Regions from separate parts of the Mus musculus genome. Here all the other regions are linked to region 3. The links are chromatin contacts, called in public HiChIP or PLAC-seq and promoter capture Hi-C maps. All regions are on one chromosome and are shown on one strand. Each heading gives the region's core, a stretch centred on a gene start, on an enhancer-like site or on the middle of the called end of the contact. The rest is flanking DNA. Distances are from core to core; before and after follow the strand shown. Region 1 holds the start of Tmem9 (transmembrane protein 9). Region 2 holds the start of 9230116N13Rik (RIKEN cDNA 9230116N13 gene). Region 3 holds the start of Ipo9 (importin 9).

The links. Promoter capture Hi-C pulls out the DNA fragments that hold promoters and counts their contacts. HiChIP or PLAC-seq counts read pairs in DNA pulled down with a chosen protein or histone mark.
Region 1: an H3K4me3 HiChIP or PLAC-seq map of the 230-238 cell line shows a contact between it and region 3, with 9 read pairs. The contact joins the promoter of Tmem9 here to the promoter of Ipo9 in region 3.
Region 2: a promoter capture Hi-C map of stem cell-derived epiblast-like cells shows a contact between it and region 3, with 2.9 times the contacts expected there. The contact joins the promoter of 9230116N13Rik here to the promoter of Ipo9 in region 3. A contact is called at or near these places in 1 of 39 promoter capture datasets (stem cell-derived epiblast-like cells), 1 of 484 Hi-C or Micro-C datasets (CD4 T cells) and 1 of 115 datasets of contacts at active chromatin or transcription factors (bone marrow-derived macrophages).

What each region holds. Positions count from the first base shown.
Region 1 is chr1:136,016,665-136,019,364 of GRCm38.p6, reverse strand. It overlaps Tmem9 (transmembrane protein 9), which reads right to left and starts at 1,364. Exons shown (of 6, transcript NM_025439.3): 1 at 1,303-1,364; 2 at 758-859. The coding sequence starts at 823. It also overlaps a transcript of Igfn1 not described here.
Region 2 is chr1:136,414,178-136,416,877 of GRCm38.p6, reverse strand. It overlaps 9230116N13Rik (RIKEN cDNA 9230116N13 gene), which reads left to right and starts at 1,359. Exons shown (of 3, transcript NR_024328.1): 1 at 1,359-2,029. It overlaps Ddx59 (DEAD box helicase 59), which reads right to left and starts at 1,607. Exons shown (of 8, transcript NM_026500.3): 1 at 1,455-1,607; 2 at 1-296. The coding sequence starts at 285.
Region 3 is chr1:135,429,121-135,431,820 of GRCm38.p6, reverse strand. Ipo9 (importin 9) reads left to right here and starts at 1,330. Exons shown (of 24, transcript NM_153774.1): 1 at 1,330-1,553. The coding sequence starts at 1,391.

The DNA.
Region 1 (2,700 bases), core at 115-2,614, 590 kb before region 3:
GAGGGAAGAGTTGGGGCTGCAGTGTATATAGCAAGCAAAGTGACAGGCTTTTTCAACCCTGGGGCCTACAATTGTGTCTGGTGAGCTAGGTGGCCAGATTCCCCTTCAATTCTGTCTTAACTCCTTAGGTTAGAAAGGGGAAAGGGATGAATAAAGAAAACTGGGACATTATCACGGGAAGACTCCCGTCAGGAATTCCTTGAAGAGCAAAGAAGCACGCAAGCCCTAATACTCAATGTTATTTCAGTGTCTCAGGGAGAGTCAGAATCGAAAGCGGACAGCCTAGAGCCGCGTACATCATCTAAACCTAGCTGCGGGTCTCCCACCCGGAAGGAATGAGAGCAGCCTCTGGAGTCCACAGTGCAGCTGGGTTAGCTTTGAAGCCAAAAAGCTCCCATCTGTGCATGCCTTTACACTCAGAGCATTTTACAACATTACATGATTTGACTATCAAATTGAGCAGGAGATTCGACCACAGCTGTTTTTACTTGGGGCAAAGGAAGATACAGAGAACTTGGGTAACTTTTCTTAAACTTTCTTGCTTGCGGAGAAGTCTACCTAGGGCTAGTTTGGTCCGGACCCTGTGCGGTAGGCTCTGAACCCCGTGCTCCCTACACCCTTAGGAAGGCCAGCAGCTTGTCCCAGGTAAGGTCCCCGCCCCCAAGTAGGGTTCTCGGGTGGGGGAGGGGTCAGGGTGGCGTTTCGGCTACCTCGGCGGCAGCCCAGGAACAAGGTGCCGCTGGCCCACTTCCCTCACCTTGTTGGCTTGAGCTGGGGGCACCAGCAAGCACCCCACCACAGCCACCAAACACAGCAGCTTCATGCTTATCGGGCTTGCTGAGCCAGCAAGACTAGATGCCTGGGGGGATAAAAAGAAACATGGAGTCGGAAAAAGGGATAGTGGTCACAACAGAGGCAGCACCCTCGGCCCCTTTTCAGCTTTGCCAGACGAGGGAAGAGGGCTGAGTTCCAGGATTCCTGGCCTTCTAAACCTTTCCCTCTCCTCACCAAGCCCAGCTCTCAAAAGCTATCTGTGCACTAGCAGAGGGAGTTTTCTGAGGTTACAGCCGCCCGGAGCCCCCAGATCCTGTCACCAGGCCGCGTTCCGACCCTCACCTCTCCTCCCACCGCCCTCCGCCATCTCTGCCTCCACCGCCCTGGTGGCGCCGCTCAGGCCCAACCAGAAGCCCCGATTCCGACCGCCAAGAGTACTGCACACCCTGCCTAAGGATTTGGGGTGGCTGTGAACCCCCAGTGTCCCTGCGACCCCCGTACCCCTCCCCCAATGCCGAGTCTACCAACCTGCAAGCTCAGCCGCAGCCGCCACTGATCAGCAGGCTCCACCCCTTCAGCATCTATTGGCTGCTACAGTCGCCGCTCAGCCCAACCTCGCTAGTTGCCAAGACAACAAGACCCACCTTCTCTTGGTCCCGGAGGCTTACAATCTAGGGAGAGGCACGCATTTCTCTACCAGGATTTAGCAAGAAAAGGGAATGTCTGCCTTTCCTACTGAAAACTGAAGCTCTAGCCCTGTGGGTCCGTTCAACTCCTCCTAGAGTGCTTTGTTTGTCCTCGCCTTATACTATCTTACTGTTTCAGAGAAAGCATTTTAGAAATGAAACTAGTAATGATTTTAGAACAAGATCAAGGACCATTGTGCTTATTCATAGTCTGAAAATATTATTATAGAGACACATTTTTGTTTTGTTTTGTTTTGTTTTTTAACAAGGAACTCAAGGGCCCAGGCTCTATTCCTACACACAAAGACATATGCCAAAGAGGGCAAGACAGGATTAGTAATAGGCGTGGGCTGGAGGGAGCTGTGCCTCCTTAGCCTGCACTGGTTCTGAAGGCCTGGCAAATTGAAACAAGGTGTACTAGGCCAGTCTGGGACTAGGAGGAGGTTACAGGCTGCAGAGGGACAGATGTGAACTTCTTAGCAGCAGTGAAGGAAACTGGAGTCACCTGAGTCCAGGGGCCACTGCAGTGAGGACACTTGAGCTTTGGCCTCAAGTGCATCGAACTAAGCTCCTGTGTTACCCTAGAAAACATGCATTCCCTCTCTGGGTACCAGTTTCCTTAGCTAAGGGTCCCTACAGCTTTGATGGGTTGGGGCTCCTGGAAAGAAGAATAGTCATATGGCCAGAATGAAATTTAGTATAGAAAGTCATGTGTCACAAAAGAGTTTTCCTCCTTAGACATATTATCTGAGCACTATTTGTGGTGGGTACTATATAAGACACTGAAGCTGCCTGGGGGAGGGGGAGGCTAGCCTTGTCTCTGTTCTCTTTTTTTGTTGTTGTTTTTAAGATTTATTTATATTTTATGTATATGAGTACACTGTAGTTGTCTTCAGACACACCAGAAGAGGGTGTCAGATCACATTGCAGATGGTTGTGATCCACCATATGGTTGCTGAGAATTGAACTCAGGACCTTTGGAAGAGCAGTCAGTACACGTAACCACTAAGCCATCTCTTCAGCCCCATCTCTGCTCTTGTATAACTTGATATTTATTACAAAAACAAAAACCAAAAAACAATGGTTGTTTTAGTCAGGGTTCTCTAGAGTCACAGAACTTATGGGTAGTCTCTATATACTAAGCAAATTTGTTGATGACTTACAGTCTGTAGTCCAACTGCCCAACAGTGGTCAGCAGCAGTTGTGAATGGAAGCCCAAGGATCTAGCAGTTTCTCAGTT
Region 2 (2,700 bases), core at 110-2,609, 990 kb before region 3:
AGAAAACGACTTTACAGGCTCTTCAGATGGGTGGCTGTCCTTCACACCCTCATCAGGTCCTGTGGAAGAAACCTCAGCCAACTGGCAAGAAGGACTGTTGGTGCTTGATGCATGGCCGGGCTTGTCTGCTGTGACAGCTTCCTCAGTGACTGATGTGTGGACCGGAGTATCTCTGTCTCCCTCCACCTGAAGGCCTCCTGCTTCTGGCTTGCTTTTTTTAGCTTCACCGCTTTTGAGGTCATCATTAGAACTCCTCTTGATTTTCAAAGATCTTGGAACAAACATTCTTCAACATTCTGTTGAGGAAATTGCACCATGAGATATATTTTACCCTCAATTAAGCTCCCATGTTAGCCCATACGATGTTGTGTCAGAGAATTTTACTCAGGGCAATAGTGAAGCCGTCATGTCCCTACTTAAGCCAACTTCCACTTATCAATTTCCTCTGGGGGAAGGGATACAGTCTTTTTCCTCAGACACTGCCCTATGAAACACTGCCTACGGTTCCCCACAACCTTGCTGTGCACGCCACCTGTTTCTGTTGACCCATCACTTGTACTATTATGGAGCAGGTATTATAGAAATTCTACAGCATATCCTTCAATTGCATTTTCACACAAGAAGATACTTCACAATTAAGAATCTTAAAAAAATCAAAACAACAGTTCAAAAGGGGAAAATGCAATTATATTTATATACATAAGAGTGCTCATTCTCCGTCGTTTTTTGCTAATCTTCACAACCTGGGAAAGTAGGTCACTGCAACCCTAAGTTCATATATGTATATATTTACATGATATACATATCAGGTAGCATAATCGATACATGTATATTGAATGATTGGGAATGTACTTCAGTGGTAGAGTGCTTTGCTAGCAAGTGAGAGTCTGAGTTCCACATTCCAAAGAAAAACACTGATATATACACACACACAGAAGCAGATGAAAACTCCAGCCACCTAGGAATTAAGTTTATTTATTCAAATAACAATTCCTAAGTGTTAGAAACCAAGTATTCCTGCTCTGGAGAACAAATTAGTGATTGGGGAAAGAATGTTTAACATTTTGGGACCATGAAATAAACTTAATTTTCTCAAAAACAAAACAAAACTTAAGAAATCGCTAGTACCCATTTTCTATTAAAAAAAAAAAAAACCAACAAAAAACATGGCACCCAAACCGCCTGAAGCTTCTGAGGAGCGGGAATGGGTGGGGCGCTCGGGGCGGCAGAGCCGACAACCTCCTCCTCCGGCTCCAGGCAACGCCCGCATCCCGCGCATTCCCGCCCTCCCCACCCGCCCGCGGGCCCGCGCTCCAGGCACGCGCACGTCACGAGGACCCCGGCGAGCGGCGTGACTTAGTCCGCAGCCGCCGTCCAGCACGCAGGTTACGCCGGAGCACAGGAGCGGGAGCCGGAGGCCCGAGGCCCGAGCTGCCAGGGCGGCGCACGCTCACCCGCGCGGACCGGGCCGCGTCCGTTCCCGCTCGGGCCGCTCCGGTCCAGGCGCAGGGCCGAGTTTCCGGCCGAGTAGCCGGGAAGCTCCGCAATCCCAGCCAGGGTTTGAGGGCCCCGCGCCTGCGCACAGCGGGAGGCGGAGCTTCATCTGGCCACGCCCTCGCGGTGACGCGCTGCGGAGGGCGGTGCACAGGGTAGCGGGCAGATGTGGGAATCCTTTTGGAAGGCTCTAGCATGGAGTAGGCTGGTGAGAAAGGATTGCCAGGAAGGGCGGGGCCCTCCACGCTTAGAAAGTGGGAAGTTTGAGTGGGCCAGGAAAACCTCCTGTCAGATACTGAGAATAACTCGAGAATCCGAGCAACTTGATATGGCGTAGTTAATATGCCAAATATTCATAGATGCAGCACTCCGCCCCGCGCTGTGTAAACCAAAACTAAAACCAACCTTCAAAGTCTCCCTAGTTCCAACGGGTGGCCTTCACTTTGCCAACTTCTGGAACAGCCTGACAGGTCCCAGGACTTGCACTTCTGTTGGGGTGGGGAGGAAGTTGGACAGGAGAAGCAGGGAAATAGAGGTGAGGTTTTGGGTGTTATTTTTTTTTGAAAGATACATTTCGACCCAATATTTGATGCATACAAAATTAATTTACCAGCTACGTTAAGTGTGAAAATACTAATAAAACAAAACTCTGACTTTTATGTTGGCATTAGTAAATTAATAAACGCTAAAGCATTTCTGTATCGGATTCTACTTGCTTCGTTATGGTGTGTGGGTGTGTGTTCAGCTTGCCATTTTTGGTAGATACATTTGGCTGACAATGTTTTGTTTACCTTTTGAGCGTTATAAAAATAATGCATACCATATATATTTATGTATGTGTAGCCTTCCAGTATTTGCTTTAAAAAAAAGATTTATTTTATTTATATGAGTGCACTGTAGCAGTCTTCAGACACACCAGAAGAGGGCGTCAGATCTCATTACAGATGGTTGTGAGACACCATGTGGTTGCTGGGATTTGGACTCAGGACCTCTGGAAGAGCAGTCAGTGCTCCTAACCGCTGAGCCACCTCTCCAGCCCCAGTATTTCCTCTATTAACTTTTTTTTCTATGATTCACTGAAATGTACTATAGAAATTAACTTTACTGGTCAGATAAATGGGATACTGTTCCTGTCAAGACTGTACTTAGTTTCATAACACATGTGAATATGGGATCACGTTACATCCTTTGTCTATAGGACATACA
Region 3 (2,700 bases), core at 81-2,580:
CTGGTAGCAGCCCAGACCACTGACATCCACTTTGCCTTTGATGCTAATTCAGGTGCCAGACATTGACACAGACTGCAACTCCAGCTGCAGCAGGACCAGGAACCCAGACATGGCCCTTGGGGGCAGCTGGAGCCAGGACCTCAGCATGGCCTCCTCATATCCCCCTATTCTTCACTGCCTTCAAGTCCCTAGTTCCACCTTTCTCCACAGTATATGAACCCTTCAGCTTGGTTTCCTCCTCCATCTCCACCACACTCCCCATCTTTCCCATCTCCCCATCACACATTCATCCATCGTAGTGGTAGCCACGGCAGGTGCTTGGGTGTCTTTCATCCGGCCTCCCCCAACACTTTTTAAAAAATTAAGTAATGCTATATATTTGCAGGATTCACTCATAGTAGTCACACTCATAGAATCACTCTAGAGCCATGTGTGGTGGCACATACCTGCAATCTCTGCAATGGGGGAGGTGAAAACAGAAAGATCAAGATAAGGGAGTTCAAGGCCAGTGTGGGCTACAGAGCAAGTTTGAGGCTAGTCTGGGCCACATATGACCTTGTCTCAAAACAAGATAACGACAAATAGGTAGATAATATTTTTTTTAAAAAAATCATTCTAGAAAAATGCTCCTTCGCCTGTAGGTAGTCTCCCCTGGACAGCCCTTTTTGACATTGGGTTCATCTAAGCTAAAAAGCTAGAAGACTGGATTTTTCTAAAGCAACCACTCCCCACTGCCAATTTCACTTCAGTTTTTCTGCGTGTCTCCTTTTCCCTGTCCGCTCCCCAGCATCTTAGGATCTCTAAAGCTAAACTGTAAACGGAGCCAACTGAATAACTGCTGTTTTTAGTTGAGGGGAGGGGTGTTAGTTTTAAAAAGATGCTATTCTGACCCCCTTCCTTAAGGCCCGACCTCTGTCCTAACTCATCTTAAATCTGGGCCTAGAATCATGCAGGTAGAGAGCGGTGATGGGCGAGGCGAGGGAGGGCATCTACAATCCCACTACAATCCACAGCAGACAAGGTGCAGGGCCTTCTGTGCTCACGCCCTCGGGATTAGCTTTCTTGCTCCCTTGCCATCAGGGCCTTGCCATCAAAGGTTACGCGCCTTTATTCCAAGCGCGTTTTCTAACAGCGCGTGCGACTTCAGGACTACAAACCGTTATGAGAATTCTGTGTGTGCATAGACGCCCAAAGCTTTCCTGGCCCGCGAATCGCGGTTCGGTTCCGGCAGCAGAAGGCGCTGTCTCCCGAGGCTGCGCTCTATCCCCGCCCCCCGCCCGCTCCCGCGTACTTAGGTGCGCAGGCGCGGCTTCGCGGATTGGCCGTACGCGGGAGCCGTCATTCGGTGGCGGGTCCCGGCCGCGGGGCTGGCGGGCTGAGGGGAGGAAAGATGGCGGCAGCGGCGGCAGCTGGTGCGGCTTCTGGGCTGCCGGGTCCAGTGGCACAGGGATTGAAGGAGGCGTTGGTGGATACCCTCACCGGAATCCTGTCCCCGGTGCAGGAGGTGCGGGCGGCTGCAGAGGAGCAGATTAAGGTGCTGGAGGTGACAGAGGGTGAGTGAGGCGGGACCGTCACGAGGATGGTTCGGACCAGGGCCGGCCGCACAGTCCGCTGACCGTAGGGATTTGGGGATCTTGAGCCAGCGGAGAGGTGGGCGTCAGGAGTGGATTAGGAAACGTGGGGGTGGGGGTGCCGCTGGTGGCTGGGAAAGTCCTAGAAGAAGGGTGGCGCGTCTGAAAGGAAAGGGTCGGGGGAGGTGGAGCCTTAGCGGGGATGGGGTGGGGGAAGACTTGAAAAGATAGATAGATAGTGGCGGGGTTCTGCCGAGGACAGAAATGAAGTTCGACGTGGTGCTGGCGGTGTCGCGCAATCTAGATGATCTCTGAGCCCAAGACAAGGTCTTTTTGCCGTTTTCTTCACCAGCTCTGTTGTAGTGGGATCAGGGAAGGGAGCTAGAGAAGAGCCAGAAGTAAGGCCCTTAAGGAGGCGGCCACCATCGAACAAGTTTCAGCATCAGAGTTTTAAATCTGGCTGGTTGTTCAGACACATCACGTTTTCCTAGAAATCAACTCAATCCGATGCATACGACGCTTCACTTTCCGACCATGCTTCCCGTTTGTTTTTTGTTTTTTAAAGACTTAATGGCAATTATTAAATTACTGTGCATTTCTATGTACAGGAACCGATCTTCCTTTGTTTTAGATTCTTTGTTCTCATCCTCCCGTTATGTTCTTTAACGTGTTAGAGAAGAAACTATTAGCTTGACGTTTTCTTTTAATTTCCTGTTTAGTGGGCTTTCAGCGGGCCTGTTTTCACAAAGAACAGAAAAAAGGGTCAAGTCTCCTTGGTCTTTATGTAAGAAACGTACCTGATTCGGAATTCCAGATCCTCGGAATCCCCAAGCTCAAGGGAATATTTCCACTGCTCCTTAAACTTAGGCTTCCTCAGAAATATGGGAGATTGTTTCCATATTTGACCAACCACCCTCAAAGCCTTGAGTTAATACTCCTGCAGGACTTTTTATTGAAAAGAAGTGGATGTGGTGGGGGAACCTCCCTTGAATTTAGTTTTTATATCCTCTAATATGACCAACTATTGAAGGCAAGTTTCCTTCTGTTGGGACTATTGGGATTTAATAGGTTAGAGACTATTTTGAAAGGCCAGGTGTAGTTTTATAACATTACCAGACTCTTAAGAGAG